Linked DNA regions of Ovis aries: regions 1 and 2 are each linked to region 3. The links are chromatin contacts, called in public Hi-C maps. All regions are on one chromosome and are shown on one strand. Each heading gives the region's core, a stretch centred on a gene start, on an enhancer-like site or on the middle of the called end of the contact. The rest is flanking DNA. Distances are from core to core; before and after follow the strand shown.

The links. A called contact is a pair of places that touch in the nucleus more often than the background predicts.
Region 1: a Hi-C map of hypothalamus shows a contact between it and region 3, with 3 times the contacts expected there. The contact joins the promoter of ADHFE1 here to the promoter of MYBL1 in region 3. A contact is called at or near these places in 7 of 16 Hi-C or Micro-C datasets (blood, hypothalamus, liver and 3 more).
Region 2: a contact with region 3 is called in a Hi-C map of hypothalamus, with 2.1 times the contacts expected there. The contact joins the enhancer-like site here to the promoter of MYBL1 in region 3. A contact is called at or near these places in 3 of 16 Hi-C or Micro-C datasets (hypothalamus, skin fibroblasts and tail adipose tissue).

Annotation. Positions count from the first base shown.
Region 1 is chr9:43,657,397-43,661,381 of ARS-UI_Ramb_v3.0, reverse strand. It overlaps ADHFE1 (alcohol dehydrogenase iron containing 1), which reads right to left and starts at 1,611. Exons shown (of 14, transcript XM_027973000.2): 1 at 1,529-1,611. The coding sequence starts at 1,584. It overlaps RRS1 (ribosome biogenesis regulator 1 homolog), which reads right to left. Exons shown (of 1, transcript XM_015097790.4): 1 at 3,395-3,985. The coding sequence ends at 3,825.
Region 2 is chr9:43,687,075-43,691,065 of ARS-UI_Ramb_v3.0, reverse strand. The region is part of intron 13 of ADHFE1 (alcohol dehydrogenase iron containing 1); the gene reads right to left. Among named protein-coding and RNA genes, the nearest start is that of VXN, 26 kb to the left of the region's middle. Within about 2 kb of position 2,140, at least 11 of the 54 cell types and tissues checked have an H3K27ac peak or open chromatin away from gene starts, as enhancers often do. A contact at or near this core is called in hypothalamus, where this site is marked.
Region 3 is chr9:43,818,398-43,822,474 of ARS-UI_Ramb_v3.0, reverse strand. MYBL1 (MYB proto-oncogene like 1) reads left to right here and starts at 1,808. Exons shown (of 15, transcript XM_004011713.5): 1 at 1,808-2,287. The coding sequence starts at 2,268.

The DNA of each region.
Region 1 (3,985 bases), core at 362-2,861, 160 kb after region 3:
GGCTCAAAGGGAAGGAAAATTCGACATTGTGGGAGGATACTCTGCTTCTCTTTTTGTTATATAATTTCCAAGCTCTCAGGCTACCTCAATTCATCATTTCTGCTCATCAATTGTGGTCTGAATCCCACCCCCTATTGCCTTCTTTGGACCTCCATCTGTCCCATATGTCCCAGCCTTCCCCTTATTTGATCCTTGTCATCATAGTTAAGAGTTTCATGCTTAAAATTCTCACCCTCCTCTCCCCTCTGGCTTGCTCACCCTCTGGTTTCTCTCTTCCTCACCCACATCCTGCTGACTTCATTTCCTTGGCCTCCTGAACTCTGCAAAGTTACAGCCAGGCTCTCATCTACACACCTTCTGGGTCTGGCACAATTATTTTGACTTCCTTCCTGGTATCACTGATAAAACTGGCCGTATCTTAGCAAAGGCCAACCTCTCCCCTGCATACTAAATCTCAGCTCTGCTCAGCTTCTCAAAACATCACAACGAACAATTCTTCCTTTGCTCTCCTGCATCATCAACCCCCTCCCCCCCATCCCACCACCCCCTCCCCCCACCGCAACCCAGTCTGGGATTGACATATACACACTGCTGTATTTAAAAAGGATAACCAACAAGGATCTAACGTATAACTAGTACATAGAACTCTGCTCAATGTTATGTGGCAACCTGGATGGAAGGGGAGTTTGGGGGAGAATGTATACATGTATATGTGTGGCTGAGTCCCTTTGCGGGTCACCTCGGTCTTCACATCCTTCCCTCTCTCCTGCATCCTGTCCTCTGCGTTCTGCACAGACCCCTTTCATCCCTGTGCACGTGCTCAGTGGCTAAGTCATGTCCGACTCTTCGTGACTCCATGGACTGGTCCCTGGGATTTTCCCAAGCAAAAATACTGCAGCAGGTTGCCACTTCCTTCTTCAGGGGATCTTCCCCACCCAGGGATCAAACCCACCGCTCTTGTGTCAGCATTGGCAGAGATTTCTTTACCACTGTGCCACCTGGGAAGCCCCAACATAAGGACATTGCATTGGCCAGGAATCAGAACCCAGGCCTCCCACGTGGAAGGCAAGAATGCTACCACTGAACCAATGCCTAACTTTACTGCTATCCCCTCATGCAATTCTCTGCTAACTTTAAACTGATCTAAAGCCTCTTGTCCTTGTACCCCCAGCACCTAGAATAGTTTCTGGTGCATTACCATACACCCAGTATGTGCTGATTGGATACATGCATTTGTCTTGGACAGCTTGTGCCAAGCTGTCCGCTGTCTGCCTCGACTGGGACCTGGAGCTCTCCTCTCTCGACCTTAGTTTCAATGGTAGATCAGGCGAAGTACAAGTGGCTGCGTTTGGCTGCTTGGCTACTTGGCACACTGACAGCGGAGTCCAGGCCGCAGCGCTCTGCGGTACCGCGTCCCGGAAAATGATCCGAGGAAGAACGCGCGGGCCCGGGCGGGTCGTTCCCCGGGGGCTCCGCCGCACCCTAGGGTCCCCTGCCTGCCCGCCCGTCCGGCCGGCCCCGCACTCACGCTGCGCGTTGCAGAAGCCTCAGCAAGTGCACTACCCGGGCGCGAGCGGCGGCCATGGCTGAGCCGAGTCTTCCTCCCGCGGCGACGCCCCCTCCGCCGCCGGCCAATCCCGGCCTCCGCTTCTCCTCCGCCCACCCCAGCCACAGCGCTCAGCGGCGGAACATTTTCCCACTAGTTGAAGCTACGGCTGCCCCAGCCGCAAAGTCTCATTGTCCACGTTCGAAATTGCCATACAGGTAACTGCTCCGTAGGGTTTTGGTCTGCTCTCCTGTCTATTTCACAAGGCAAGGACGTGGGGGAGGGAGAAACAAGGGCAGCGACCCCCGCTCCTTTAAAATGCTCTTTTGCCTTAAGTGTATTTTCAGAATAAACTAACACAACTGTATTTCAATTTAACGGTAAATAAGAACTTTGCATCCCCCCTTTTTTAACAAGACTAGTTTTGTGTGCAACTGCTAGATCAAGTCACAAAACAAAAGGCAGAAAAATTCCCAAACAAAGCAAACAACAGAAAATCCCAGACAGTTGAGAAGAATTTAAAAGGTGTTAAATGCTCTATAAACGGTTTGGTTTGGAAGAAGCTGTTCAGGATACCATTACGTTTTCTTTTTTTAATTAACGGTTAAAACTTGCCATGGTTACATGAGAAGGGAGGGTTTACAGCACCAAGTGCTCCAGGCCCCAGTGGAAACGATGATCAGTGATGGCACAGTTCAACTTTGTCAGAAGGTATGAGACAGTAAGTTGAACATCTGTGTTTTTAGTAACCTATTATGAAATCGGAATTAATCTCGTCTTCATAGCAATTTCTAGACTATAAAAATTGGACAATGGAAAAATGAGACAAACTCTCGATTTCCTATCAGGTGTCCGACCAAAAAGCAAGAGTAGAGTGGCTCCCCAGAGCTATAACAACAGCAGAAAAGCCCGCCATTCTAGATCTGTATACTGTGAATCCTTTTCAGGAGGTATTTAGTTTTACAAAGATTAGTTACTGAAATCCGTTAGGGAAAGACATCCAGGATAACTGTAAATGTTTCACCTGCTAATTAGATCAGCTCAAGGCAATGGCACCCTACTCCAGTACTCTTGCCTGGAAAATCCCATGGAGGCAGGAGCCTGGTGGGCTGCAGTCCATGGGGTTGCTAAGAGTTAGACATGACTGAGTGACTTCACTTTCACTTTCATGCCTTGGAGAAGGAAATGACAACCCACTCCAGTGTTCTTGCCTGGAGAATCCCAGGGACTGGGAAGCCTAGTGGGCTGCCGTCTATGGGGTCGCACAGTGTCGGACAGGACTGAAGTGACTTAGCAGCAGCAGCAGGTCAATTTGACAAATGAATCAAAAGATAGTAGTAATATTGCAAGTAAGGATTTTGTAGGTTTCTTTCTCTCTTCCCCAAACAGATCCCACTTGAAGCTTAAAAAAAAAACACCTGGGATATAAATACTGATAAAGATTTAAGTATAAAATTAGGATTAGGACTTCCCTAGTGGTCCAGTGGCCAGGATTCCACACTCCCGATACAGGGGACCTGGGTTCAATCCCTAGTCTGGGAACTAGATCCCACATACTGCAACTAAGACCCAGCACAGCCAAATAAATAAACATTAAAAAAAAAAAAAAAAAAACTGAGATTGAGGATTATTACCATTATTTAGTGAAGTCCAAATTTATCATTTACAGCAAATTAATGTTTTCAGTGTTGAAAAGCATCAAATTTTGTTTTTGAAAGAGACACACTTTCAGTATTATATCTGACACCGAAAGCAGGATGAGTTTTTCTAATAAAAGTGGTCTTGCTGAAATCATAATGTAACTGCTATGTTTTCTAGAAAGTAAATGAAAATAATCTGTACCAGGTATCCAGGTCATTGGTTTTACTTAAAATGTAACCTTTCTGTTCCCACATGCTTTGATAAATACACAAACTTGTCATCAAAATAATGCAGAAACCAGCTGTTAAGTCTCTCCCTTAAACCCCATCCAAAGTTTAAAGAGAGGGAAAAAAAAGGCTGTTTAAAAGTAAAACTCATTCCTAGTTTTCACAGATTCTTTCCCTAATTCAGATGTTCTTAAATACAACCTTTAATCTCCAGCCAGAGTTTTGGTTGTGGGAAATACATTAATTTGTCCAGTCCAACATTTACATATCATCTTCAGAGGAGGGTAAACCTGGCCCTTTAACCTCAAGCTCAGTGAAGGCAGTGGCCAAATCTTGTGCATCTGGGTACTGTATCTAGAACTTAGCATTAAGTACAGTTCTTGGTTTAGGAGAAGGTCCAAGGATGAAATTTACTTCCTCCTCTTTCCTCCTTGGTGTTGCCCCCCTTTTCTCTTGCCACTCAGGCCGGGAGGTCCGGAATTCATCTTGCCTCCCAAACCCCCTTTCCTCTTCCCTCCTTGGCTGGGCGGGCCCCCCTTCCTCTTACCCCCGGGACCCTGTCGGGCCCCCT
Region 2 (3,991 bases), core at 891-3,390, 130 kb after region 3:
ACCCTAGAGTCATCCCTTAAAAGAAAAAAATTATTTGGCTGCTCCAGGGCTTGGTTGTAGCACGAAGGATATTTAGTTGCAACATGTGGGATCTAGTTCGCTGACCAGGGATCAAACCCAGGTCCCCTGCATTGGGAACATGAAGTCTTAGCCACTGGACCACCAGCGAAGTCCCTAGGAGTCATCTTTGATTGCTCTTTCTGTTCTCTGCAAGTTCAGTCCATCAGCAAGTCTGTCAGATTTACCTGCCAAATAAATCCCCAGTCAGACCGCTTCTCACCTCTCCATCCACCACAGCCTGTCTTACTCACTGCATGCTCCTGTCCCACTTGAAAGTCCTCTAAGAGCTACTTCCACTTTTGCTCCACTCTCAGCCTCTTCAGGCCATTCTCCCCGACGGCAGCCAGAGTGATGGTCCCACATTACAAGTTTGATCACACCATTTCCTTGCTTAACACCCTCCAATGCAACTAGAAGAACAAAACCATATCCCCTGCTTCTCACCCTGGCCCTGCTTCTCACCCCAGCTCTGATTCTTCTCACACTCACTCAGCTCACGTGGACCCACCATCCCTTTTCAGTCCCATGAAAATGCTGTCTTCACCCTATCTCAGGGTCTTTCCCCTCTGCCTGAAATGCTTCTCTCAGCTCTTCACCCATCTGCCTCAGCCTCCAGAGGCCTTCTCTGACCACATCCGCTGGAGTTCCTGCCACACTGTCCCATGTGAAATCACTATCTCATCACCCAGGATTCCTTCAGACTGCTTATCATTATGTGAAGTGATTTCATTCATATCTTATTTATAGATTTGATCAGATGTCCATTGTCTGTCTTCCTCTCTAGAATGTAAGATCCATGAGGGATGGAAGGGACTTTATTTTCTTAGCTGTATCCCATACAATTCATGATATATATTAAGATGCCAGTAAGTATTTGTGAGGTAAAATGAAAAGAAGGACGCATTAAAAAAAATTAACTTTAAATGCATCTAAATATAAAGACCTAAATGTAAGAGCTAAAACCTTAAAACTCTTAGAAGAAAATGGGAAAATGTTAATGACTGGGTTTGGCAGTGACTTCTTGGATATGACATCAGCAAACAAGCAACAAAAGAAAAAAGAGATAAACTGGACTACATCAAAATTTAAAACTTTTATGCCTCAAGGGATACTGTATCAAGAGTGAAAAGACAACTTTACAGAATGGGAGAAAATATTTTCAAATCATATATATATCTGATAAGGGGTTAGTATCCAAAATAGATACATAATTGCTACAACTAAATAGCTAAAAACTCCAAACAACTCAACTCAAAAATAGACAAAGGAGTTGAATAGATGTTTCTTCAAAGAAGATATGTGGCTAACAAGCACATGAAATGATGCTCAATGTCATTAGGAAAATACAAGTGAAAACTGTGAGTTACCATTCATACCTATTGGGATGGCTATCCAAAGAATGGAAAATAATGGTGAAACTGCAGAGAAACTGGATCCCTCATGCATTGTTGGTGAGAATGTAAATGATACAGCCACTATGGCAGCTGGTCAGTTAAACACAGTATTACCCTGTGATCCAACACGCCTATTCCTTGGATATATACCCACGTGAACTGAGAGCGAGGACTAAAACAGATACTTGTACACTGATGTTCATAGTTGCACTATTCACAGTAGCAGACCAGTGGGAACAACCCAAGTGCCCAGCTGCAGTTGAACAGATAAACAAAATGCGGCCTGTCCACATGACGAAATGTTATTCAGCCATAAGAAGGAATGGCATTCTGACACACTGAAGGCATTATGCTAAGTGAAGACATTATGCAGACACAAAAGGACAAATACTGTATGATTGCACTTACATGAAGTACCTAGGATAGGCAAATTCAGAGTGACAGAAAGAATAGAGGCTGCCCCAGGCTGGGACTCTTCCTCTGAGTGTGGGGAGTTACTGTTTACCATTCAGCGATAGAGAAGAGCTGCTATCTGGGGTGATTCAAAAATTCTGGGGGCTTCCCTGGTGGTTAAGAATCTGCCTTGCAGTGCAGCGGACACCGGTGTGATCCCTGATCTGGGGCATGCCCACGAGCGTGCAGTGACTGAGTTATGTGCTACAGCCGCTGAAGCCAGTGCACCCTAGAGCTGGAGCTCCACAGCGAGAGGAGCCACTGAAATGAGAAGCCCGAGCACCGCAGTCAGAGAGTGACCCCTGCTTGCTGCAACCAGAGAAAACCTGCATGCAGCAAGGACAATCCAACACAGCCAAAAAAGAAGTTCTGAAAATGAAAAAATCAAAGTCCTGGAAATGGATAGTGCTACTGGTTGCATACCACTTATGTGTACTTAATGGCATTGAGTTGTACACTTAAAAATGATTAAAATAGTAAATTTTATGTCAGGTATGTTTTACCACAATTGAAAAAACAGGAATGGATGGACAGATAGAAGAAGGCTCAGGGACACTGCTGAAGAGCACGGGTGAAGCCAAGGTAAAACTCTTATCCCAACACATCTTGTACAGATGCTAAAGAATTCTGAAAATCCACAGCATGGCAGAGACTTGTTCACGGTGACTTATGTACACGCTTGTTTGTGGCGGGTCCAGGACTGCAGTTGGGTATTTGCTGTGGCTGGAGACGGCCACATTCTGTTCATAACAGCAGAGGCTTATCTGATGAGCTCAAGGGCCCTTGTGCACGCGTGCTCAGTCGCTCAGCCGTGTCCAGCTCTTTGCAACCGTAGGGACTGTAGCCTGCCAGGCTCCTCCATCCATGGGATTCTCCAGGCAAGAACACTGGAGTGGGTTGCTATGCCCTCCTCCAGGGAATCTTCTTGACCCAGGGACAAACCTGAATCTCCTGCATTTCAGGCTGAGCCACAGGGGAAGATTCAAGGGCTCTTAAAACAACCCTGTTCATCTTGGGTGACGTAGTTCAGGACTCTCAGCTCAGGCCAAGCTGAGCTCAGTTTCTTTTTCACATTTCTGACTCCCAACAATTGGTTCCAGGCTTCCCTGGTGGCTCAGTGGTAAAGAACCTGCCTGCCAATGCAGGAGACCTAAGAGACACAGGTTCGATCCCTGGGTTGGGAAGAACCTCTGCAGAAGGAAATGGCAGCCCACTCCACTGTTCTTGCCTGAGAAATCCCATGGAAAGAGAAGCCTGGCAGGCTACAGTCCAAGGGGTCACAAAGCAAACATGACTTCATTGCTAAACAACAACAACAACAACAACAACAACAACAAACAACGGGTTCCACGAGGGTAAGGTCTGTGATATTTCCTTAAAGTGAAGTCGCTCAGTTGTGCCCGACTCTTTGCGACCCCATGAATAGTAGCCTGCACCAAGCTCCTCTGTCCATGATATTTTCAAGGCAAGAGTACTGGAGTGGGTTGCCATTTCCTTCTCCAGGGAATCTTCCCAACCCAGGGATCGAACCCAGGTGTCTCACATTGTAGACAGACGCTTTACCGTCTGAGCTACCAGGGAAGTCAAATTTCCTTAAAGTCTGTGATATTTCCTTGCACGGATCACCCGTACCCTGTAAAAGCTAATATCTGAGGAATCAGACATGCTCTGCACCATGCTATTATTTATAGACACACAAGACTGAAGGACAAGTGAGTAACGCAGACACCGAAATAAATTCAGACTACCACTTTTAGCTCATTCATAAAGCAACATTTCAATGGTCCTGTCTGCCAGGGAGTGGAAGTGCTCATTTTGGTCCACAGCTCTTCTCAGTAATGAGATGTTTTGATTTGAGATGTAAATGTTTCTTTCCAGAGGTTTCAGAAATCTAGCCTGGAAGATTCATGTATTTTTGCCTGCCCCCAAGCAGCCAGGCTATGGCGACTGGACACCTCTGTCCTCCGGGCTCCGGTGCACTGCCACCAGTAGGGGCTGTGCTGTTTGGTCAGGAATGACTGGCCTGGTTGTTCCTTCCAGCGAAAACCGATTCCCCTTTGCTAAACATAAAAGAAGCCTTATTG
Region 3 (4,077 bases), core at 559-3,058:
TATTCCCCCTCCTATTCTAAAAGCTTTTCAGTGGTACCTCCTGAGCTTTTATTTTGCATTTCTCTAATGATTAATGATGTGGAGCACCTCTCCATGCTACTTATTTGCCATTTGTATATCTTTTTTGGTGAAGCGTCTGCCCTAACTTCCCATTTTTTATTGCTTTTCTCATTATTGAGTTTTGAGAAGTAAAATTTATTTATTAAAGATATGTTTTGATTAAAAAAAAAACCCAAGTCACAGGTTATGGTATCTTTGAGTATGTGTACTCAAACAACTGTGAATCACTTGAAGCCCACATTTTGTTTTTTTGTAACTAATTTAAATGAATCTGCAATGTTATCTTTCTGAGGAATTATATTTTTCTCTATCTCTAACATGAAAAGAATTCGCTTTGCTGTCAAAATCTAAAATAACTCTCTTCAAGCTCTAAAATAGTATTCTGTATAAAACCGACTACAGCCTAAAATATAGCAGAAACTCTGCTTCTTGTTAGGATGTAAATAAGCGGAGTAATGCATGGCCCAGGAGTAAAGAAAACATTGTTTTCAAAAGACATTACTTTCTAAATTAGGTTTTCTTTTTTAAGTGAACTAGCGACATAGTAAGGAATGATTTGAAAGACTGTTTTACCTTACCAGAATCCATACCTTGAGAAAAAGGAACTATAAAAAGGCAGGTGTTTTAAGTTTTGAAAGTAGTGCATGCAAGCTCTTCTTGGTACACATTTGCACCTGCATCTCTGATTTGCAAAAACTGATGTGTAAATTTTCAAAATAGCAAAATATAAGTCTGTTACAATATTAACATGTGGTTTCGTGCTCTATGCAGTAGAGCATGTTACCTTGCAAATTTGCATCCTTTACCATTTCTAATCGTTACTGTAATCTACTTTCATGCTGCTTGAACTGAGCATTTCGTAGGTATTAGACTTGAAACCTCTAGAGTAGTTGTAACTGCTAGAAGGTCCTGCAGGGCGGTTCCCCACTTCCTCTCGTCTCTCTTGCGAGAGAAGGTCACCTTCTGCCGTTGACTACTCATTTATCTGGGCGAAATTCCCAGTCCGCTCCTGTCTTCCTGCATTCTCCTTCTGGACCAGGGCTCCTTCATCGAGCACAGCAGTTATTTCCCGAAGAGTCGGATAGGAGATTAAAGTACTTTGAAGGCCAGCCGCAGACCCGGATTATTTCCCTTTCCCGTTCCATGTGTCCAACTAAAAACTTTTTCACCTGTCACACTCCTGCTCCTTCCCGCTACAGTCTTCGCTAGATTAGTAGTTATGATGTCTGGCCAAAAAAAAACCTCGCATTTTTGCTTAAACAGTAACGGCCGCGCAAATTTTATGGTTAGGTTTGTCTCAAATCCAAAGACTAAGCCTCCTAACTAGTGAGGAGGGATGCCTCTGAGAACTGAGGAGCTTTGGACGAGAGAAGGTTGCGGTGAACCGGACTGCTCAACCCCTAGAGACACCGTCCACGCTCCCGGAGAAGCTTGGACTCTCGCCGCCGCTTCCGGACACGCCTCTCGGAGAGCCTGGAACTCACTTTCCCAGCAGGCCCCGCGCGGCCCTTAGCGCCCCGCCCCCTCGGGTGCGGCGCTCGGCGCGCTCCGGGTCCTGTCACAGCAAGACCTTTGAGCCGGGCCTACGGCCACACCCACTGGCTCCCAGCTCCTTCCCGGACTCCCGCGAGTTCCAGTCCCGGCTTCCAGCTCCCCAGCCCCGCCCTAAGTCGCGCGCGCTCTCCCCGCCCCGCCCTCGTCCCCCCGCGTGCGGCCGCCACAGCCAATGAGGTTCGGGGCCGCGTGCGCAGATTCAAACGGCGGCTCTTGAGGGAGGCTGGGCGCGAGATTCGGCGGTGCGGACAAAACCCTGCAGGAGGCTACGAGCCCTGCAGAGCTGCCCGCTGCGGGGAGAGGGCGGGGGTCGGCGCCCGCGGCAGAGCCGCGCTGGGACCAAGGCGAGGAGGCTAAGAGGCGGCGGGAGGGGCCGAGAGAGGGCGGGAGCGCGCCTGCTGACATGTTGGGGGCATCCCTGAACGGGCCGGGCCGGGGCTAAGAAGCAGCGCTGCGGGCCGGGGGCGGGTCGCGGTCCGCCCCTCCGTCCCTCCGTCCTGCCCTGCCGGGGACCTGCGTTCCGCACTCGGTCGGCCTCGGAGCGGGAGCGAGGGAAGCGGCGGGGGAGGGTCGGAGAGAAGGAGCATTCGCCCGAGGCTGGAGGAGGCTGACCCGCGTCCCCGCCCAGCCCGCGCCTATGCGGTACTTGAAGGATGGCGAAGAGGTCGCGCAGGTGGGTGACATCCCTTTCGCCCAGGCCTGTGGGCACAGCCTCGGCTCAGATTCCCTTTCCTTTCCCGCTGAGATCCCCCCCGCGCCTACCTGGGCCCTCCGAGGCCAGGGCAGAAGTTTTCCTTCCCGCTGCGCTACAGCCGTCTCGGCCCGCTGGCCAGAGCGCAGCCGTGACGTGTGGAGAGTTGGGGACCAGGGCATTTCGGACTCAGAAAGTGAGTAACAGATGCCCAGGCGGCTCCTTGGAGTCGAGTCTCCCCACAGCATTTGTCCAGCTCCCCACTGTCCCACAGCCACTTCTTGGGATTTGTTGGCAGGTAAGTTGGTGCGCTTTCAGGGAATACGCTCCGCACCGGAAGGTGGTGGTGTCCTGCTGGGACGGCCTGAAAATGCTGTTCCTAGGGCCTCTTTCTCTCTGAATTCCTGAGCCAGTTACAAACAGGGGCTCTGTCATACACCTGGGTTGGGGACCCCTCTGCTATCTTGAAAGGTGTGGAAGTCCTCTGAGGAATAGCTGAGGAGAGAGTACTTTTTTGATGTCTACTGTGATTACCATTCCCATAGTCGCAGTTTCCTTCTACTGGGAAGATGTCACACTGTTAACACCAGTAACTTGATCTTAAAACAATGTATTTGATTCAGTTAATATTTTGTGTGTCCGTTGGACTCTGTACCTGAGGGTTGCATAGAGGTAGGGCATTTCTTTGGTGGTGGTGGTTTTGGAAAACTTGCTAGGATGAATTTATGCATTTCGGTTTTATTTAAAGGTCACTCTAGTAGCTACTCCTAAACTGAGTGTGTAGGAATCACTCATATGACAAAAAACACTAGGGTGTCTTTTAGTTGTCAGTATTATTCAATAAATATGAAACGTTGTTTGACAGCGTTTCCAAATGGTTTTATTTATCTGGATCCACAACTTCAAAGTCTCAACTAGAGGTGTTTTTCCCAAGTTGAAATTTAGTAGTAACTTCATTCATTGCTGATGTCTGTTAAAAATTGTCAACAGTCACACCATAGTGTTTGTTGCTCTATTCATTTATTAAGGATCTGCTATCTGTAAGGTATTTTTACAGAAATCAGCATAGAATGTAATTAAGTCCCTATTAGATTATTATTTTGTACCAACTACAGAATAGATCAAACTTTTGAAGTGCAACAAATACACACACACTTCTCTTGAAGAGGATTTTCAGCTTAGGCACTGTTGATATTTGGGATCAGATAATTCTCTGTATTGGGAAGGCAGTGGTGGGGGCAGTGGGAAGTGCTGTCCTGCGCTTTGTAGAATGTCTAGCAGCATCCCTGGCCTCTGTCCCATGGATGTCAGTAACACTTCACTTCCCCAGGTGTGACAATCAAAAAATGTCTTCAGACATTACCACCAAATGTCTGTTGAAGGGCAAAACCACCCAGGTGAGAATTACTGCTCTAGAACATCAAGGACCTGACTGACTTCTCAGTCTTCAGAAAAGGTAGATACTAAAAGCTCCTGTAACTATAATTACTGAGGTATTGATTTAGGCCTTTTCTTTTGAATTTTTAAACATAGCTTCTTTAAGCAAGGTGACAAATGAATATTGTCAACTCAGTAACAGGAGTTTGTTTGTATTCAGTGTGTGGCATTATCTACTTGTCTGTATTGATGTTAATCTTATTTGAAACAGTTTCTTGGCTAATGCTGTCATCAGCAGTTAGTTATGGTTAGATATGGATGCTTGAATGTCAGACCCTGCCTTCTTCAGTTAGTTTTTTGTCCATAATTTGTGTATGCTTCATAATAGTAGGCTA